Regions from separate parts of the Oryctolagus cuniculus genome. Here region 2 is linked to region 1. A link is a contact called in public Micro-C data. All regions are on one chromosome and are shown on one strand. Each heading gives the region's core, a stretch centred on a gene start, on an enhancer-like site or on the middle of the called end of the contact. The rest is flanking DNA. Distances are from core to core; before and after follow the strand shown. Region 1 has its middle 110 kb from the start of MLIP. Region 2 holds the start of LRRC1 (leucine rich repeat containing 1).

The links. A called contact is a pair of places that touch in the nucleus more often than the background predicts.
Region 2: a contact with region 1 is called in a Micro-C map of ear pinna, with 4 times the contacts expected there. The contact joins the promoter of LRRC1 here to the enhancer-like site in region 1. A contact is called at or near these places in 2 of 6 Hi-C or Micro-C datasets (ear pinna and embryonic fibroblasts).

The regions. Positions count from the first base shown.
Region 1 is chr5:115,695,151-115,701,019 of mOryCun1.1, reverse strand. No RefSeq gene overlaps it. Among named protein-coding and RNA genes, the nearest start is that of MLIP, 110 kb to the right of the region's middle. Within about 2 kb of position 2,674, at least 2 of the 8 cell types and tissues checked have an H3K27ac peak or open chromatin away from gene starts, as enhancers often do. A contact at or near this core is called in ear pinna, where this site is marked.
Region 2 is chr5:115,866,391-115,872,259 of mOryCun1.1, reverse strand. LRRC1 (leucine rich repeat containing 1) reads left to right here and starts at 2,335. Exons shown (of 14, transcript XM_051855609.2): 1 at 2,335-2,800. The coding sequence starts at 2,642. LOC108177436 (a long non-coding RNA gene) reads right to left here and starts at 2,310. Exons shown (of 3, transcript XR_007923262.2): 1 at 1,072-2,310.

The DNA of each region.
Region 1 (5,869 bases), core at 1,425-3,924:
TAAGTGGGCCTCAGGAAGTGGATGGTTGCCATTATTACAGGTCTTGTTGCTATTACAGTCATGATAGTGTTACTGGCAGCTCTGCCGTTACTGCTATTAGCCAACAGTTATGTAAGTAGATGGGCAGTGTTCTCAGGAATGAGGACACAAAATGTTTCACCTTATTGTTTTTTTTTTTTTTAAGATTTATTTATTTATTTGAGAGGTAGAGTTACAGACAGTGAGAGGGAGAGAAAGAGAGAAAGGTCTTCCCTCTGCTGGTTCATTCCCCAAATGGCCACAATAGCCAGAGCTGCACCCATCTGAAGTTAGGAGCCTGGAGCTTCTTCTGGGTCTTCCATGCAGGTGCAGGGGCCCAAGGACTTGGGCCATCCTCCACTGCTTTCCCAGGCCATAGCAGAGAGCTGGATGGGAAGAGGAGCAGCCAGGACTAGAACCAGCGCTCATATGGGATGCCGGTGCCGCAGGCAGAGGATTAACCCACTACGCCACAGCACCGGCCCCCACCTTATTGTTTTATATCAATCCGTGGGTTATGTAATGGACAAGGGAAATATTAATTTGGTAGACTTGCTCAATGGTGAGGTTACCGGTGGTCTCATGTTAATCCCCTAATTTTAACTGGACTTCTGACAGCTATCTTCAAGGTAAAACTGGTTTCTACCAAGAAACCATTAAACAGCTAAGAAAAGAGACTCCTCCCTCCATGCCCCCTTCTTTCTCATCTCCTCAGTCTTCTAGGTTTTGGTGTATGGTGCTTACTTTCTGTCACCTCAGAATTTCGTACCTTTCTCCTTTTTTACCTTTGTTGTGTTCTGCTTTCAGTCAAAGTGAGGCCGGTGAGGCCTTTTATGCATCAGAAGGAACAAGTAGGTATAGGATACCGGGAAATGTCCACAGAGAAAAAGCTACTGAACAAAATGAAGTGCAACCGGATTTGGGGAGTGAAGACTGCATTGCCATTTTGCTGCTTTTTTTTTTTTTTCTTTAAAAAGCAGAGAGCTGGCAGCAAAGGGAAACCAACCAGAAGAACCTGATCTGGGTACTTTTGTTCTGCAGGATGTGTGGAAGGTTGGGAGGAATTTTTGTGCCTGCCAGTTGGATAGAAGGACAATGTAAAGTTAAACTGTGAGAGGGACAGTCACTCACTAACAGGCGTTGATTTTAGACAAAGGGCCTGAGTTCTGACTGGGGAAGAATCTGATTGGGTTGGTTCACGTTCCTTTTGAGACATCAAAATGTAACTGATAAACGGGAAATAAGTTGCCGTTCTGTACGGTTACAATGGTCATTCTCAGCATTTACTGTTATGCTTCACCCAATAAATGTGAGCGAACTGAGCACAGTCGTATTCCAGAACAACCTTAAGAGGTAGATCGTGGCATCTCCATTTGCGAAGGAAAGTAGACTCAAGTAGTTTCAGATCAAACCATGACAGATTTGGAATTGAAATTCTTGCGCCCATGGACTGGTCTGTGATCTCCATTCCTTTATTTTGTGTTGCTGCTCTACCCCAGCCCAAATACTGTGAGAGCTGTTATTATGTCGAGAGTTGGATTTATGATGGAAATAATGGTTCTGTTCTAACTTACTGAGGTGATACAGGCCCAGAATCGGGACAAAGACTGGTGTGCATAATTGATGCAGAGTTGGGCCTGCCTTTGTGTCTAGTTGTGGTTTCGAATGCCTTGACTCTATACCTTCCAGCCTTCCCACCAGCCAGTCTTCACTCTATGGCCACGTGATCCTGTGGTTAGGTGTTATGGAAATGTTCCTGGGGTCTTTGCTCTAGCATCTCAAACTATGTACAAACCATGAAACTTGGGCGATAACTTAGTTGGTTAATGGGTGACCAGAAAAGATTGACAGGCTTTCAACATTAACAACGTGACAGTTTAGTAACTGACTCCCTGAGACAGCATGAACATGTTTCAAAAATTGGCACTTAGCTCTAGAGTGAGCTAATTAGTTAGGAATGATTTTTTTTTTTAATCCTCACTACCTTTAATAGCCTACCCTTGGAGAAAAACAGATAATGAACCCTTGGAAATCTGTGGGGCTACAACTTGAGCTTCATGCATTTTGGGGGGAATAAGAAAGGTGACTCATGATTTATTATTTAAAAATCCTCCTTTTAAAAAGCATTATCTTGAAAGATTTGACAAATAATGATTGATCCCATGTAGGATCTATCTTTTTATCCAAAGAAGTAGAAAACAGGAAGAGGAAAAACCTTGTGTGACTGAGCAGTGCTTAATTTTATTTGAAATTGGCTGTCCCACCCTGGTCATAGAAAAGAAGGTGTTAGGCAGTTTTCCTGTTTCAAAATGCTCGTGTGTGGTGGAGTGTAATGGTGATACCCCACACGGAGACTTCAGTCTATAAATGCTTCTCTTTTTGTACGTTCACAAATCATAATGAGGTTTTATTGTTTTAAAAAAACAGCTTGCCAAAAGTTGCCCAAGTACCCCGTGAACAGCCCTTCACTAAGCATCTAAAGAAAGTAGTCGTGGGAAATGGGCTCTCCTGCGAGACGATTTAGTCCTGTCTGGATCCCAAGTGTCCTGTGTTCACGTTCACAGACCTGGCTGCTGCTTCCCGCCCTTCCTCGGCTGTAGGTGTGAGTGCTTGTTTGTTTAAACCTCGCTCAGCACTGCTTGGAAAAACAAAACAACACACTTACTTGTCTGGGCATTGAGTGTTCTTCCTGAATTTTAGTCCTGCCCACTGGCCCAGAGGCATAATGGGTGGGGTGAGTTTCGGCGTTAGTTGGGAAGTTTCGAGAACCAGCTGTGGGCTGGGTCTGTTAGATTGTGGTTGCTCCTGGTTTTAATCATTTGCTAATGTCTGCAAGTCAGGAGCATTGCCATAGATGGCCAGGGGAGTTGTCCTGCTCCACCTGTGCCTCTTTTTGCATGTGTGATGGCAGATGCACCTGGAGAGGCATTTTAGAGCGCTCTGATGAGTGTTAAGTACCCTTGTCTATGTTAAGTTCTTACCTGACACCCGAAAGGTGTGCAGTGTAGAAAAATTACCAGTGAGGTGAGGCGCCAGCTGGCTGTTGATGGCCTCCCCGTTCCCTTCCTGTGTTCATTTCAGTGTGCGCCCATGTCTAAAGTTATACCCTTGGGATTTGTGTAGAAGCAATCCTTTGGAAAACTAGGAGTTTTCACCTATGGTAACTTGACCCTGGGCAAATGACCTAACCTTATATTCCACATCTGAAATCTAGCAAATCCATGTAGTGCATAGGTTTTTTAGAAAAAAAAAAAAGTGTCAACAACCAAATATGAAGCTTTGAAGTGATTCTTTTCCTCTATTCCTAGCTACTCATGATAGCACTGCCTTACTCTTTAAAAACTAGCACAGTGGGAGGGACAGAAAAATCAGTTCTCTGGCTGCCCTGTGTCCACCTTAAGCTCCTTCAGTGTGTTTGGGCTCCTTGGTGTGACAGAGCCTGTCTGGCTCGGTATCATACGACCTGGCATGCACAATATCCTCGTCTTGAAGGCAATCTTGTGTGCTAGTTCCTAACTCGTTTGTATCTCCATCACCTGGTGGCCATGGTAAATCTTGTGTGCTAGTTCCTAACTTGTTTGTATCTCCATCACCTGGTGGCCATGGTAAATCAGATTCCCGGGCCCCACTTCCAGAGTCTGATTCAGAAGGTCTGGGTTGAGACCCAAGAATTTGCATTTCTAACAGATTCCCAAGAGCTAATGGTACTACCCCTAGCTGAGGAACCCTGCCTAGAGAACCCCTGATTACCGTATTGGAAGAAGCAGAAACTTTGGAGTTGAGAGCTGGGTTCAAATTCTAGCTATGGCATTTACTGAATGCCACTTCCTTGAGAGATTTTCTTTAATTTCCCCAAGTCTGAGTCAACTCATCTGTAAACTGGAAATAGTACCTATTTCAGTACTTTCTAGAAAACTAGATGACAAATATAGTACCTGGAAGGTTTTCAATGATCGCCAGCATGTTTTGGTGTCCTGAAACCTGTGCTCAGTGGCTCCAAATGTAGGCATTAGGGCAGTTAGGTCTTTTTAGCCATGTGGTGACCTCCAGGCCCTTCTTGTTAACGTATGCAGAAAAACAGAAATTGAAAGATAATGCACATTTTCCATGAATGTTTTGAAGACTCCTCATAGACAAGCTAATGGGAACAGGAGGAAATGCAAATAGAAGTAGAAACTATGCTTACCTGTGGGTGAATGCCCAAGGGGACAGCTGGAAGAGCTGATGGCCAGATGTGGTTAGAATACATTAACGCTTCCTGACTTGCCCCGTGGCATGTCAGCCCACACACTGTGGGCTTCCAATGAGCAGGAACAAGTCTTGCTCTTCTGTGTGTCTGTGCCTGCTGTGCAGGCCCCAGATCTGCAAACCCACAATCCGCCCTTACACCTGGGCTGCTGGAGGAAGTCTTCCCAACCTCAGGAGCCCAGACATCACCTGTGTTTTTCATGGAGCACAACAATCAACTAGTGTCCTCAGGAGACTGAAGTTGGCTTATTTGAATGTCTCCCCAAACCCCCTCCTTGTCCTTGTTAGAAACATATAGTTATGTATAGATCAATACATAATTTAAATATATATTAATATGAGATAAGTACCTAAATTTAAAAAGTATCACTTTCTAGTGTCTACAGAAAAATTACACATATATCATAAAAGTATTTTCCTAGATATCTGAGTAATAATAATCATTCACCATTCATAATTTTGAAATAATTTGTGCATTATTAGGACATGTTTAATGTTGTGCTTGTTATTTAAATGATGCCCCTTTATGAGCCATGATTTGCTTTGAGGACATTAAATTTCATTGAAAGCATTCTTACTAAAATTATTAAGTCAATGGATCACTAGGCCGGCGCCGCGGCTCACTAGGCTAATCCTCTGCCTGCAGCGCTGGCACACCAGATTCTAGTCCCGGTCGGGGCGCTGGATTCTGTCCCGGTTGCCCCTCTTCCAGGCCAGCTCTCTGCTATGGCCAGGGAGTGCAGTGGAGGATGGCCCAGGTGCTTGGGCCCTGCACCCACATGGGAGACCAGGAGAAGCACCTGGCTCCTGTCCGATCAGCGCGGTGCGCCGGCCACAGCGCGCCAGCTGCGTTGGCCATTGGAGGGTGAACCAATGGCAAAAGGAAGACCTTTCGCTCTCTCTCTCTCTCTGTCCACTCTGCCTGTTAAAAAAAAAAAAAAAGTCAATGGATCACTAAACAATGATCCACTGACTGTAAAGTTTTCTTGGAACCTGGCCAAGCCCATGTTTTTGATGTACACAGACCAAATGACCTTAAAAACTGGAAATATTTACTATCTGGCCCTGTACAAATGAGGTTTGCCGGGATTTCTTCAGTCAATAGGTGAAACCTGTTACTTTTTTGCCACCAACGCTGCTCGGCCAGCATCGGGATGCTTTGCAACACATTCTTGGGTACATCCCCTTCTCACACTGCTCAGGAGCCCTCATCTGTCCCACTCCTGTTATAGGCCTGGCTGAGCATCAGCACTGCATGAGTGTGGGCTGCATAATTGAAACTCTTTGTCAGGAAGAGATGCAAGGTTTGTAAAATGCTGCAGGCAGCCCATTTCAATACTGTTTGAATGCCAGTCTTCTTTGGAGGAAAATTCAGGCTGTCACAAGTGCATCACCAGTTTCTGTTCCCCACTAAGTGATCCATGCCAGGCCTATGCTGGACACTTCTTTCCCTATACCTTACTTTACTGTTGCAACTCCCACTTCCAGCTACTCGCTGATCCTTTTGCTTTCACAGCTTCCTCCATTGGAGAGCCACTTTGCTCCATATCTTTAGCCACTTATATAAACTTGAATCCCATCCTAATCGAGCGAAGAACTTTGA
Region 2 (5,869 bases), core at 1,086-3,585, 170 kb before region 1:
TCCAAACTCTTCAGGTAAATAGAGACCTAATTGGTGGGGGCCAGTGCTGTGGCTTAGGGAGTAAAGCAGTTGCCTGCAGTGGTGCTATCCCATATGGGCACTGGTTCAAGTCTCCACTTCTGATCCAGCTCTTTGCTATGGACTGGGAAAGCAGTAGAAGACGCCCTAAGTCTTTGGGTGAGAAGAAGCTCCTGGCTCCTGGCTTCGGATCGGCCCAGCTCCAGCCAGCTCCAGCCGTTGTAGCCATTTGTGGAGTGAACAAGGAGATGGAAGACCTCTCTCTCTTCCTCCTCTATAACTGCTTTTTATATAAATAAATAAATCTTTTTTTTTTTAAAAAAGACAGACCTAACTGATTTCTTATTCTATGTTTGACAAGTGTTGATTTCATTTTTTTTTTCTCTCTTGCCAAGACTGTCCCAAATTCTAATCCTCGGAAACAAGGAAAGTCAAGAATTCTTCCATTGACTGCTCAGTCAATTCTATAGACTTTGTGGGTCATTTAGTGAGCATAGGGCACTGTAGGCAGCTTCCTGGATCTACAAAGCAAGTCACACAGTGTCTTTGGGACTAAGGTGATACAAAAATAATCACAATACAGAAGTGTTAGCACCTTGGAGAGGCACACAGGGAATGCAGTCTGAGGTTGGACTTTTTAAAAAGACCAGACATATCCTTAAAAAACTTTTGGCATTTATTAAAATAATCTAGTGTGACAGTCTCTGGAAATCAACACTAGATAACAGAGCAAGTCAGCCTGATTTAAAAGCAGTTGGAAAACTTGGAAAAAAAAAAAGACTTGTTTATCTTTCTGGACATCTCTCAGCTAGGAACCAGTTTTCCAAGAAAGGTGGCAGAAAAAGGGCTTTACACGTTTCCAGAATGCAAGAATGAGGGAGGAGGAGTGGCGGTTCAAAGTCCAGGTAGCCTTCCCTGAGAATGCAGGAATCAAATCAGGACAGACAAAAAGAGAGGGTGAAGTGGGTAGGGTAGCAGGAGCTTGGGGATTGACTGGAATGAGACTTGAGGTGATAACGGTGGGGTTGAAAGGAAAGCCGAACCCCTCCTCACCCGTCGGGAAGAAAGGCACGCTCCTAGTACATTCCAAAGGATTCAGCGTTGCCTCCTAAACCGCTCCATCGCCGAACTGACAGGAAAGTTTGCAAACTAGTTTCAGGACAAACTTGGCCATTGAGCATGCTCGGCGTTTTCAGTCTTCTGCAGAATTGGGAATTCCCTGGCTCCAGATTTTAGCTATAGCAGCTCTGGGGCTGAGCGAGTGTGAGAGAGCCGGCCTGGTGACGCTGCAGGGGCCACAGGTGGAACTTTGAGTATACTTTAGGACAAGGGCTAGCCGGGCTGGGAGTCGGAGGAGACCTCCCCACCCCCACCCAAAACCATGCATTCATGCGACTGGCCTTGACTGGTAACCCTTTGGGAAGAAGCGAGTTTGGTTATTCGGAGATGGTGATTGTGGTGCAGACGGTTACAGAATAAGGGCAGTTCGGGGTTCCGGTCCGGGGCCAGAGAATGGTAGTAGCGAGCTTGCCAGGTCCTCCCCAGCGACTCCTAGGGCTGCCTATTGCCCTTGTAAGGGACGGCTGTCATCGCAGAAAGGCAGAAGCCGGGTGGAAGATGCTCACTCGGCATCCTCTCCCTCCGCCCCAGCCCAGGCGAGTCGCCAGGCGCCAACGTCCGGCTGGGCTGACCTCGGCTCACAGCCTCAGCTTCGGCGGCGCGTTTCCGCACGTGGGCTCCTGGCGGACAATCGCACTCTCTGACTCCCACGCTCCTGGTGGCATGGACAGGGCGATTTCCTGGTGTTGTGTATACGAACAAAACCAAGGTTGCGGAAGACCGGCTCCCCGGGCCGCGGAGTCTGCAGGCGGTGCCCGAGCCCCGGGTGGGGACGTGGCCCGCTCGCCCCTCTGGGGCTGCTGTGAGCCGCGAGTACACGAGTGCCTCAGCGGCAGGTGAGCCACCCGACCGCCTCACCTCGCGGCGCCCACTGCCCGCATGGGGTGCCCCTTTCTGACCCCGGAAGAGAAAGTTGTGGGGAAGGGAGGTGAGAAGACAGCGAGTTGAGTGAAACTAAAAATCAAAGTTGTCCTCCTCCCCTCAGGCCGCCTCAACTTTGCCTTGAGCCCCTTCAGAGACTCCCTGGCTCAAAAAAGCCCGACGCTACCCGAAGTCCGGGCCGGAGTCTGGGGACAGCCCAGCGGCCGACCTACAGGTTTCCCGACCCCCTCCAGACCCAGGTCTCTAGGAAAACCCGGAGCGGAGCATCCCCGGGAGGGGAGACGCCCTCGGCGCGCACCCCGCAGCGCGCATGCGCAAGGCGCGCGGTGGCTGCGAGTCGGAAGCTTCGCGCGGTGGCGGCGGCTGCGGCGGCGACTGGAGGGTGGGAGGGGACGCACCGGCTGGCTGGCGGGCGGGGGCTCTGGGGCGCGACAGGGGCGCCCGCCCAGGGTTCCTTGGAGCGTTTCGTACTGCGGAACCCGGCGCGGGGAGTGAGCGAGCCTGAGAGCCAACAACGAGCGCGGAGCGGGCAGCGGGCGGAGCGGAGCGGAGCCGCCGGGTAGAGCGGGCTCGGAGCCCCCGGGTCTGCGCGGCTCGGGACCTGGCGGCGGTGGGGGCGGCGATGTTCCACTGCATCCCCCTGTGGCGGTGCAACCGTCATGTGGAGACCATCGACAAGCGCCACTGCTCCCTGGTCTACGTCCCCGAGGAGATCTACCGCTACGCCCGGAGCCTGGAGGAGCTGCTGCTGGACGCCAACCAGCTCCGCGAGCTGCCTGAGGTGAGTGTCCGGCCTCACCTGCGGGCAGCGCGGCCGGCCCTTGTAGCTCCTCTCCCTTCTCCTCCCGTCCAGCGCCCTCTCCCACCTGCAGACCCCGGCCTGCCCTCGGGGCGTGCTGGAACCCTCTGCTGCATTCACCTGCTCCTTTCCCCCCTGGCGTCTCTACTCCCATCCTTCCCCCAGTGAAAGTTCTTTTCCGTTTTTATACGATGTTTTCCGAGTAGTCACTAGAGCCTGTGCGATCGGAGAAACGTTTTGGTGGGCTATCAAGTAGCTTAGATACTCGTCTAGGTCTTAACACCCGGCACTTGTGTCCGGGCAGGTGAGAAGCCTGGTGGTTGGGGCAGTTTCCAGCTAGCCGGAGGCTACCGAACGCCACATCTCGTCCCCGGGGGCGGGCCTCTTCGCCCCGGTATGTCCCCGACCCCTTGCCGGGGCGCGCCCCCCCTTTGGCCGAGTAAGTCCTAGAGGACCTTGAGACCCGGGCAGGCGCAGGTGAGCCGCACTATCTCGGCATCTGGGGAGGAATGTGCTCCCAGGCCTTATCGCGGGTGGGCTGTGCTCAGGAGAGCTGTAGCTGGGCCGGCCTGCCGTGGTCCTCTGGAGGACGCGACGTAAGGGGGCAGGGGCAGAGCCGGGCCTGGGGAACTGCGGGCAGGTGGGTGCCCCCGATGCCCGCCGCTGGGGGCCTGCCTGCGTGGACCTGTTGCGTGCTAGGAGCGGCGATGAACGTCAGCCGAGAGGCTCTGCCCGCAGCCTCTCCTGGAGCAGCCACGTTCAGCCTGCTGCCTTGTGTCCTGGCAGCGATGCGTTACCTCGCAGGAGTTGTTTATCATTCTACCGCGGCCCAACCTGTTGAGGGGACCTGTGCTGATTGTGGTGTTATAGAGGGTCAGGGGACTGCGGACTTCTTTCTGACCTTCGAGTTTGACTGGGGACCGAAGCTTTACTCACCCTTAAGGAGGAAGGTAGTGTGTGTGCAGGAAGTCAGCGTGTAGAAAGTAACCGAAAGGTGTGCAGGAAGTAGGGAGGCTTCTGGGAGTCGGGGAGGGGATCTGAAAGGCCCGAACGAAACATCTTGCTTGTCCTTTAGTTAACACAATCCAAGCCATTTTCACAGACAGGAGTGGTTCGTTCTGGCAAGTTAGAGTGACCTGACATGTTCTTCAGCGCTGACAGTGTGTGAAAAGTCAGCACTGTATGTTTTCCCTCATCGTTTCAAGTACTGTTGCTGTTCTTGGATTAACTTTCCTTGGTTCATGTGGAATTGATTGGATGGTTTGCTCTGTGTAATCACATAGATTATCCTCACTAGGATCTTTGCAAATCACCTCTTCCCGCCCCTCTACCGGGCTTTATTTATTTTAGAAGCAGAAAAGCCATCCAGTTCCCTCAGGCATTTATTATTTTGCAGACATTTTCAAACACATGGTTTTCACTGGCCTTTTGCTTCCTTAAGTTTGACTTAAGTCCTAAGCTCACTCAACTGCTTTAAGTTGTGTAATTTTAGGCATTGAAATATAGAACGTGTAATTTAATACTTTTTAAGGGCTTCAGCATGAAGTTATTAAAGATCGAGTGTGTTATTCAGCTAGAGATGTTTCCGTGCTGGTTGTGGTATTTGTTTGTTTTCTTTTGTGGAACTGGAGGATTTCCTTTGACTGGATTAGCCTTTCTTTCCTTTCTGCAGTTGCTGGGTTTTCTTGTAGTGTTGGGGAATTCAATTTGGCATGGGAAATTCGGGGTTTTGGAAGTGCCAGGTATTTCTACGATTGTAAATAGAAACTTCTCAAAGACTCAGAATACAGTCTGATGGCACTCTGTAAAAACAGTAAATAAGCAAGCTTTTCAAAGGCTAGAGATGGTCTTGTTTGGGGAGTAATTACTACTTTCACAGCTCTTAAATTAGTATTAACATTTTTAGGTTGTGTAAAGTCTACCTGTTTTTCCCCCGTCTGGGTGCCTGGGTGTGTACATGCCAGACACCTGGCAATCACAGTTGCTCCTTCCATTCACATTGTTTTCGAGAGCTATCTGTTGTTTTGGCTCTGAGGTCAGTTGTTGTAATGCACTACCACTGCTCATCACTGCCCTGCCACTTCCCCAAACACATTTCCTTACCTGCCCCATCACCTGTGAGTCTCTCTTGCTGACAGACGGCCGTACCAGCTGTGTGTTCTCCTCCTGTAATTTGTTTGGAAGCACAGCCAAGGCGGAAGCCTGCACCCCCTACCCCGACAGCAAAGTCAGATCCTCTCTCCAGGCCAGGAGAATGACAGCTACGTTCTTTCCTCTGAAAGATCTGCAACCTCTGATTTCCTCCAGTATCCTCATTTCATAAATTGAGACTCAGAGTTGAAATAACTTTCTCACTGCTAGCCAGTCAGTTAGGTGCAGGTGCTGGTCACCTCGTGCGTTCAATTGTCAGCCAACTGGTATTGATCCCAATAAACAACTAGAAGGAATCTGGCCTATTCCTTTTCTTACACTCATCAAACCTTCAGTTCTTTAGCTCCTTCAATTTTACTTAGGTCATTAAGACTTGGCCTCATCAAACGTTTATTTGTCCTCCTCTATTTACTAGTTACTGGGAATAGAGAGATTAGGTGTGATTCCCATGAGCTGTTCACAGCTGTGTGGGGAGGCCGATGACTCTAATACAGATGTAGTGATTGTGGGGTGGAGAGGGCGGCACAGTTAATCAGACTGCTCACAGGGAGTGATGGTTACTTTCTCAGTCTAATCTTTGTGCTTTATCATGCTTACTGGTGGCTCAGGCTTGTGACAGCTTCTCCACTGCTGTCCTGCAGAGAGAGCTTCTCAACTCTCATTTTTAGCTTGGCCACAGGGTGATAGCATCGCCATCCCATTGCCCTGCTTTCTGCAGTTGGATCCTTTTGAGACTTGCACTATTAGAGACAGTCTCACTCCAACCTGTTTGAAGTGCTGGCTGGTTTGTATTCTCTCTTGTGAGCACATACACTGGCATCAGTAGGTCTTGTTCAATAAACAGTTATTTATGTCTTGAGTGATTGTCGCTGCAGCTTATAAAACAAACTTCCTCTGCTT